2 separate regions of the Mus musculus genome follow, and region 2 is linked to region 1. The links are chromatin contacts, called in public HiChIP or PLAC-seq maps. All regions are on one chromosome and are shown on one strand. Each heading gives the region's core, a stretch centred on a gene start, on an enhancer-like site or on the middle of the called end of the contact. The rest is flanking DNA. Distances are from core to core; before and after follow the strand shown.

Region 1 (2,721 bases), core at 76-2,575:
AGACCCCATGAAACTTTACCTAACCCAGGGCCACACATACCCACCCTTCATCACCTGGACACAGAACACTTCGACTCTGTAATGAGTAGGATGAAGATGTAACAGAAGGATTTGTGAGGGGCACGGGGAAGCAAGATCGGCGCAGCTGAATAAGAACGGGCACTAGGCACAGTGTCAAATAGGCACACCACACCTCTGCCAAAGCCTGCCTTCCAGCCTTAGAAAGAGATCCAGGTGCCTTAGAGGTGTTCCCTAATTCTCTCTGGAAACTGGGACTCTTCTCTAAGCTCAGAGCTTTGAGTAAAGCAACTAGGAGGACAACTGGAAATCCCACAGCCAAGCTCTAACGGTAGCCCACCGTTAGAGAGTGGTTGCACTTTTCTTCCCAGCCTACGTGGTAGTCCTGTTCATAGGATCGAATGAGTACTGGCTGAGTACTCGACTAAACCATTTCTGAAAAGGTCCTCCCTCCTTAGAACACGCAGCATGTTCCTGTCCCGACACAGGCACCACAGGAGAGAGTGTCCTCAACTCTGTCATCACCCTGATGTGCGCAGAGCTTCCAAACTTCCTTCACCCTCCCCGGCCCGTGGGACGGGGGGAGGGGCAGGAGGCTACAAGCCGGGTAGGTAGCGTGCCTTCCTGACAAAAGGGAATGAAAGGCTGGCCACATGGGTCCCGCAGAAGGTGTGTGTCCCAAGGTCACCGCCCCCTGCACACCGGGAGCAGGACAGTCCCACCGCTCATCTCGTGACTGCTGAGACTCCTAAGCGCAGCAGCCTTGGCCCGGGGGAAGCCAGTCTCGCAATGTGAGGGGCCTCCAGACAACCCGAGATAGGAATTCCCGGGGACCTCGTGATGTGTGAGGTTGCATCTGGGCCGGGATCTGGATGTTTCCTCTGTCCCCAGAGGACCCAGGAACCCTTAAGTTTGCACCCAGCGACACGATGCACCCTGGCACGCCGGGGGACCAGTCAGCTGCCCCTCCAGGGTACCTAGGGCCCGCCTTGGGACAGACACACCTGAGCAACCATAGACAGTGTCCCCGCCACCCCAGGCTGGTCCCTGCCCGCCGCCCTGGGCTCGGCCCTCTCTCCCCAGCAACCCCAGGGTGTCAGGGACAGAGGTCCTCACCTCCGGGAGTCCCTGGCCCTCTGGCCCCTTGGGTAACCCCATGATCCAGATGCGCTGATGTGGAGCCGGAGAGAGCGGGCCCTACAACCGAACTGTGATCCGGGTGGGGTGCAAAGCGGAAACTTCCTTCACAGGAGCTGACACTACCACAGCAGGTCGGAGAACCGTGGCCCCGCGGAGCATGCGCACTAGTGCTGAAGCGAGGAACCACTGCGCCTGCGCAAGGACAGCCAGCACTGCTGGGCGGGGCTGGATCCCGAGTAACCGATCCTCCCCTCAGAGGAGGTGCTGAACTCAAGATTCCTCCTAAGGTACTTTTTCTTTCTTTTAAAAATGTTTCTCTTTCTTTTTCTTTTTTCTTTTCCTACTTTTTCCTTTCTTTCCTAAGTTTTCTTAAAATGCTTTCTTATTGTTCCTCTTTTTTTCTTTTTTTTTTGTTCCTTGAGACAGTGTCTTAGCCAGCCTGGCTTAGCACTTCCTAAGGATGACTTTGTTCCCCTATAGTTTATAGGAATGCGCCACCATGATCAGTTCCTTTTTTTTTTTTTTTTTTTTTTTTTCGTTTACAAAGTAGCACGTTTCCTTATGGCATTTTCATATATCCTTAGTTTTACTTGAACACCCACCCTCTTTTCTCTACCATCTCCTTGCCGGTCCCTTCCCTTCTTAAATCCTTCTACCTCTAGTATTTCTCCCTTCAACTGTTATATCACCAGAGTTCTTTTAACTATTCCCACTTTCTAGTTTCTTGGCCTTCACGGAGCTTCTTAAAAGCTATTTCCCTGTGTCGTGAGGATCTCTTGCCTTCTGGCTCCCTTTCCTTTCCCTGGGTATCAGATTCTGAGTTTGGTTCTTTCCAAGCCTGGCTTGGACAGCTCCCAGCTCCTGAGTCAGTCCCAGCTAAGACCCAGTTCCAGCCATGTTTAACACACTCTTGTGCCAGCTATTAACATGTGGACCTGGGGACAGAGAACTCAAAAAGAGATCATTACATTTGTTCCTTCCTAGTCTCTGCATTTTATTTCCAGGAAAATTTTGTTTTGGAAAATAATCCTCACCCATCTCATCCTGACACCCTGCATCTTTCTGGGGACATGTTTTGTAAAATGCAGAGTCCGGTGATCACATACGATTAGCTGCTGTACCACTTATGCAATGTGCCCCTTGTCTGTCCCAGAGGATGGCAGCTATACAAAAGGGTTGTCTTTTTCCTGCCAGCCCAGCACCTGCTGCAGAACAGCTTACCAGCCTATTTTCATTTTGTAAGAGATGGAGGCAGAAGTGACATGAAGTCTTCTGCTGTAGGAGAGATCTTTACTGAAGGACGGGTGGAAAACTGGAAAAACATATGCTTCTTGCCATTAAAGAGGTTTTGTGTTTGCTTCCTTTCTTCCTCTTAATATCTCTGATAACTTTTGATTGTTTTTTCTTAGATTTATTATTTTATTTTAGGTGTATGACTGTTGTGCCTGTATGTATGCCTACATACCATGTGCATGCCTCTGGCTCAAAGAAATTCGAGGGTATGAGGTTCCCCTGGTACCTGAATTACAGAAAATTATGAGCTATCTCATAGCCACTGGGAAT
Region 2 (2,721 bases), core at 60-2,559, 150 kb before region 1:
GGGAAGGGCTGGGTGCAATAACTTATCCTTCACCTTAGAAGGAATATCTCTACATGCCCCATACCACAGGACTCCTAAGAATTTCACTGAGGTAGACAGTCTGTGAATTTTGGTTGGATTTATTTCCCATCCTCTGATTTGAATATGTGTTACCAATGAGTCCAAAGTGGTCGCTATCTCCTGCTCACTTGGTCCAATCATCATAGCGTCATCAATATAGTACACCAATGTTATGTTTTGTGGAAAAGACAATCAAGATCCTTTCTAACTAATGACACAGAGCAGGAAATTTAATATATCCTTGCAGAAAAACTGTAAATGTATATTGCTGGCTTTGCCAACTGGAAAGCAAATTGCTTCTAGTGGTCCTTATGGACATGTACTGAGAAAAAGGTATTTGCTAGATAAATAGCTGCATACCATGTACTGAGAGTTGTGTTCATCTGCTCCAATTAAGGACAACACATCTGATACAGCAGCTGCAATCAGTCACTGCCTAATGAGTTTTTATAGTCAACTGTCAATCGCCATGATCAGTCTGTCTTCTGCACTGGCCAGAAAGGAGTCCTTGATGGTGGCACTAATTTCTGCAATTCCTCCAAAGATGTGAAACTGGTTTTGATTCACTATTTTCCCTGGCAAAGGAATATCTACAGGCTTTCATTTAGCCATTCCAACCATAATAGCCTTTACTCCACAGGTCAGGGATCCAAAGTGAAAATTCTGCTAACTTCTATGTATATCTATCCCAATTATTCATTCTGGAACTGGAGAAATAACCACATGATGAATTCAGGGTCCTACTGGGCCTACTGTGAATTAGACTTCAGCCAAAACTCCACTAATCACCTGACTTCAAAGCCCGTACTTTACGTGAGGGCCACAGTGTTTCTTGAGAACATCCCAGAATCTGTGTCAGTTCAGAAGCAGAATTCAATTTGACCCCAGAAAAGTCTGATTATTTCCTTTCCCCCAGTTATCTTTGTACAAGGGCGTAGTTCCCTCTGGAGAAGGATGGAGAAAGGCTAGCAAGAAAACTTTTAGGTGTCTTATCAGGGTCCTTCTTCAGGGAACCCTAAACACTCCTTTATTGAAGAGGTTCTGGACCTGCAAACTGGCTCAACTAGGAAAATTGATTCATGGTCTGAGATTGCCTTTCGCCATGATCCAATATAATCTTGCATTCATTTGTTTAAGAATTTTTTCACTTGTACAGACCAAACAGAAATGCCATAGGCTTCTTATCTACTTTATGCCTGGAAACACCATTATTCATTAACTAGAATCAAAGGTCTACACGAGTCATGCCATTATAAAATGTACTTTGCCTCAGCTTACCATTACAGGCTAGGTCATTATAAACATTGCTTTGTCTATGTTGCCCATTATCATATTTATGATCACTTTGCCTCTGTGGATTGTCCCCTGCTACCTCAGGGGCCCAGTTAAATGCATTGCATTTAATGTGTCCAGTAGAGCAACAGCAGCAGCTCTAACCCTAAGGTCTGGCTCCAGGAAAGGGGTGGTAACAAAGCACCACTCTGCTGGTGCCCCTTCCACTGTTTTGTTTCTTATAGGATTAGTGAAGGGCACATCTTCTGAACCTTACTATTGTAAAGGTTTAGGTTTTACACGGCATGTCCACTCTAGCAGTGTAACGTCCCTGAACCTTAAAATTCTCTCATCAACTCTAAGCCAAGGGATATTAGGCATCTCCAACTCCTTCCCTCTAGCCAACCATTCAAACAACCTTTTGACATCTTTTTTAACTGAGAGAGAACAAATCCCCATCCTAAGTTATAGGATTCCATTTTTTACCAGTTAATACCCTTTGTTTTAACTGCTGACACCCTCTGAGACTGGGACTGGAATTTTCATTGTAATCCAGTCAACCTTATAATGAGGGCTTTGGTTTGACTTTCTACAACTCCATGGTTGCTGCCGAGAAGACTCTCTTCCAGGGCTTTAGAAACCTTTAGACTGTTTATGCACATCTGGAGCCAGTCAATTTTTTCACTAAGTTCTTTGTTGTCCTTCCCTATATTCTGAGATGCTAGGAATTGACTAACTTTATCATTACCTCATTCCTATCCTTTATCAGTTAACCCAGAGCTACTAAGAGCAACCAACCAGCAGCACCATTTTCCTTATTTCCCCCCAAACTGTCAAAAGTTCCATATACAGGGTCACCAAATCCATTACCACTTACAATTAACAAATCAGGATAATTGAATGCATTCATCTTCTTAATTTGGTAATATAGATCACACCATGGGTTCTCACTATTCTACTGGCTCCCAAGAGAAGGAGTGACTGGATAGGCATCAGGAGCTATAGGTGTTGCCTAATTGAGAAATCTATTCCAGATACTTAAAAGATTCATCCTTATACTTATGTTGTTTGAGAACCACTTCTGATACCAAAATCTGTTTCTGCCAGAATCCCAAAGAAGTAGGCTCTAATGCCAGCGAAGAAATGTACTTGCTAGAAAGATAAGGGCAAGCAGATAAAAAGGCTGCTTTCTTCCATGTTCTTATATAGCAGTGTTTCTCAACCTGTGGGTCATGGCCTTTTTAGGAGTCAAAGGACCCTTTTATCAGGGGTCACCAAAGACCATTGGGAAACAGATATTTACATTACAGTTCGTAGCAGTCACAAAATTATAGTTATGAAGTAGCAGTAAAAATGTTATGGTTGAGGTTCACAACAACATGAGGAACT

What was found. HiChIP or PLAC-seq counts read pairs in DNA pulled down with a chosen protein or histone mark.
Region 2: an H3K4me3 HiChIP or PLAC-seq map of intestinal villus epithelium shows a contact between it and region 1, with 5 read pairs. The contact joins the enhancer-like site here to the promoter of Ccdc93 in region 1. A contact is called at or near these places in 4 of 39 promoter capture datasets (the C10 cell line, the HPC-7 cell line, hematopoietic stem and progenitor cells and 1 more), 1 of 484 Hi-C or Micro-C datasets (LSK cells) and 2 of 115 datasets of contacts at active chromatin or transcription factors (bone marrow-derived macrophages and intestinal villus epithelium).

The regions. Positions count from the first base shown.
Region 1 is chr1:121,429,671-121,432,391 of GRCm38.p6, reverse strand. Ccdc93 (coiled-coil domain containing 93) reads right to left here and starts at 1,325. Exons shown (of 24, transcript NM_001025156.2): 1 at 1,135-1,325. The coding sequence starts at 1,176. Gm35243 (a long non-coding RNA gene) reads left to right here and starts at 1,324. Exons shown (of 2, transcript XR_387343.4): 1 at 1,324-1,445; 2 at 2,163-2,721.
Region 2 is chr1:121,579,934-121,582,654 of GRCm38.p6, reverse strand. No RefSeq gene overlaps it. Among named protein-coding and RNA genes, the nearest start is that of Ddx18, 13 kb to the right of the region's middle. Within about 2 kb of position 1,309, at least 7 of the 459 cell types and tissues checked have an H3K27ac peak or open chromatin away from gene starts, as enhancers often do. A contact at or near this core is called in intestinal villus epithelium, where this site is marked.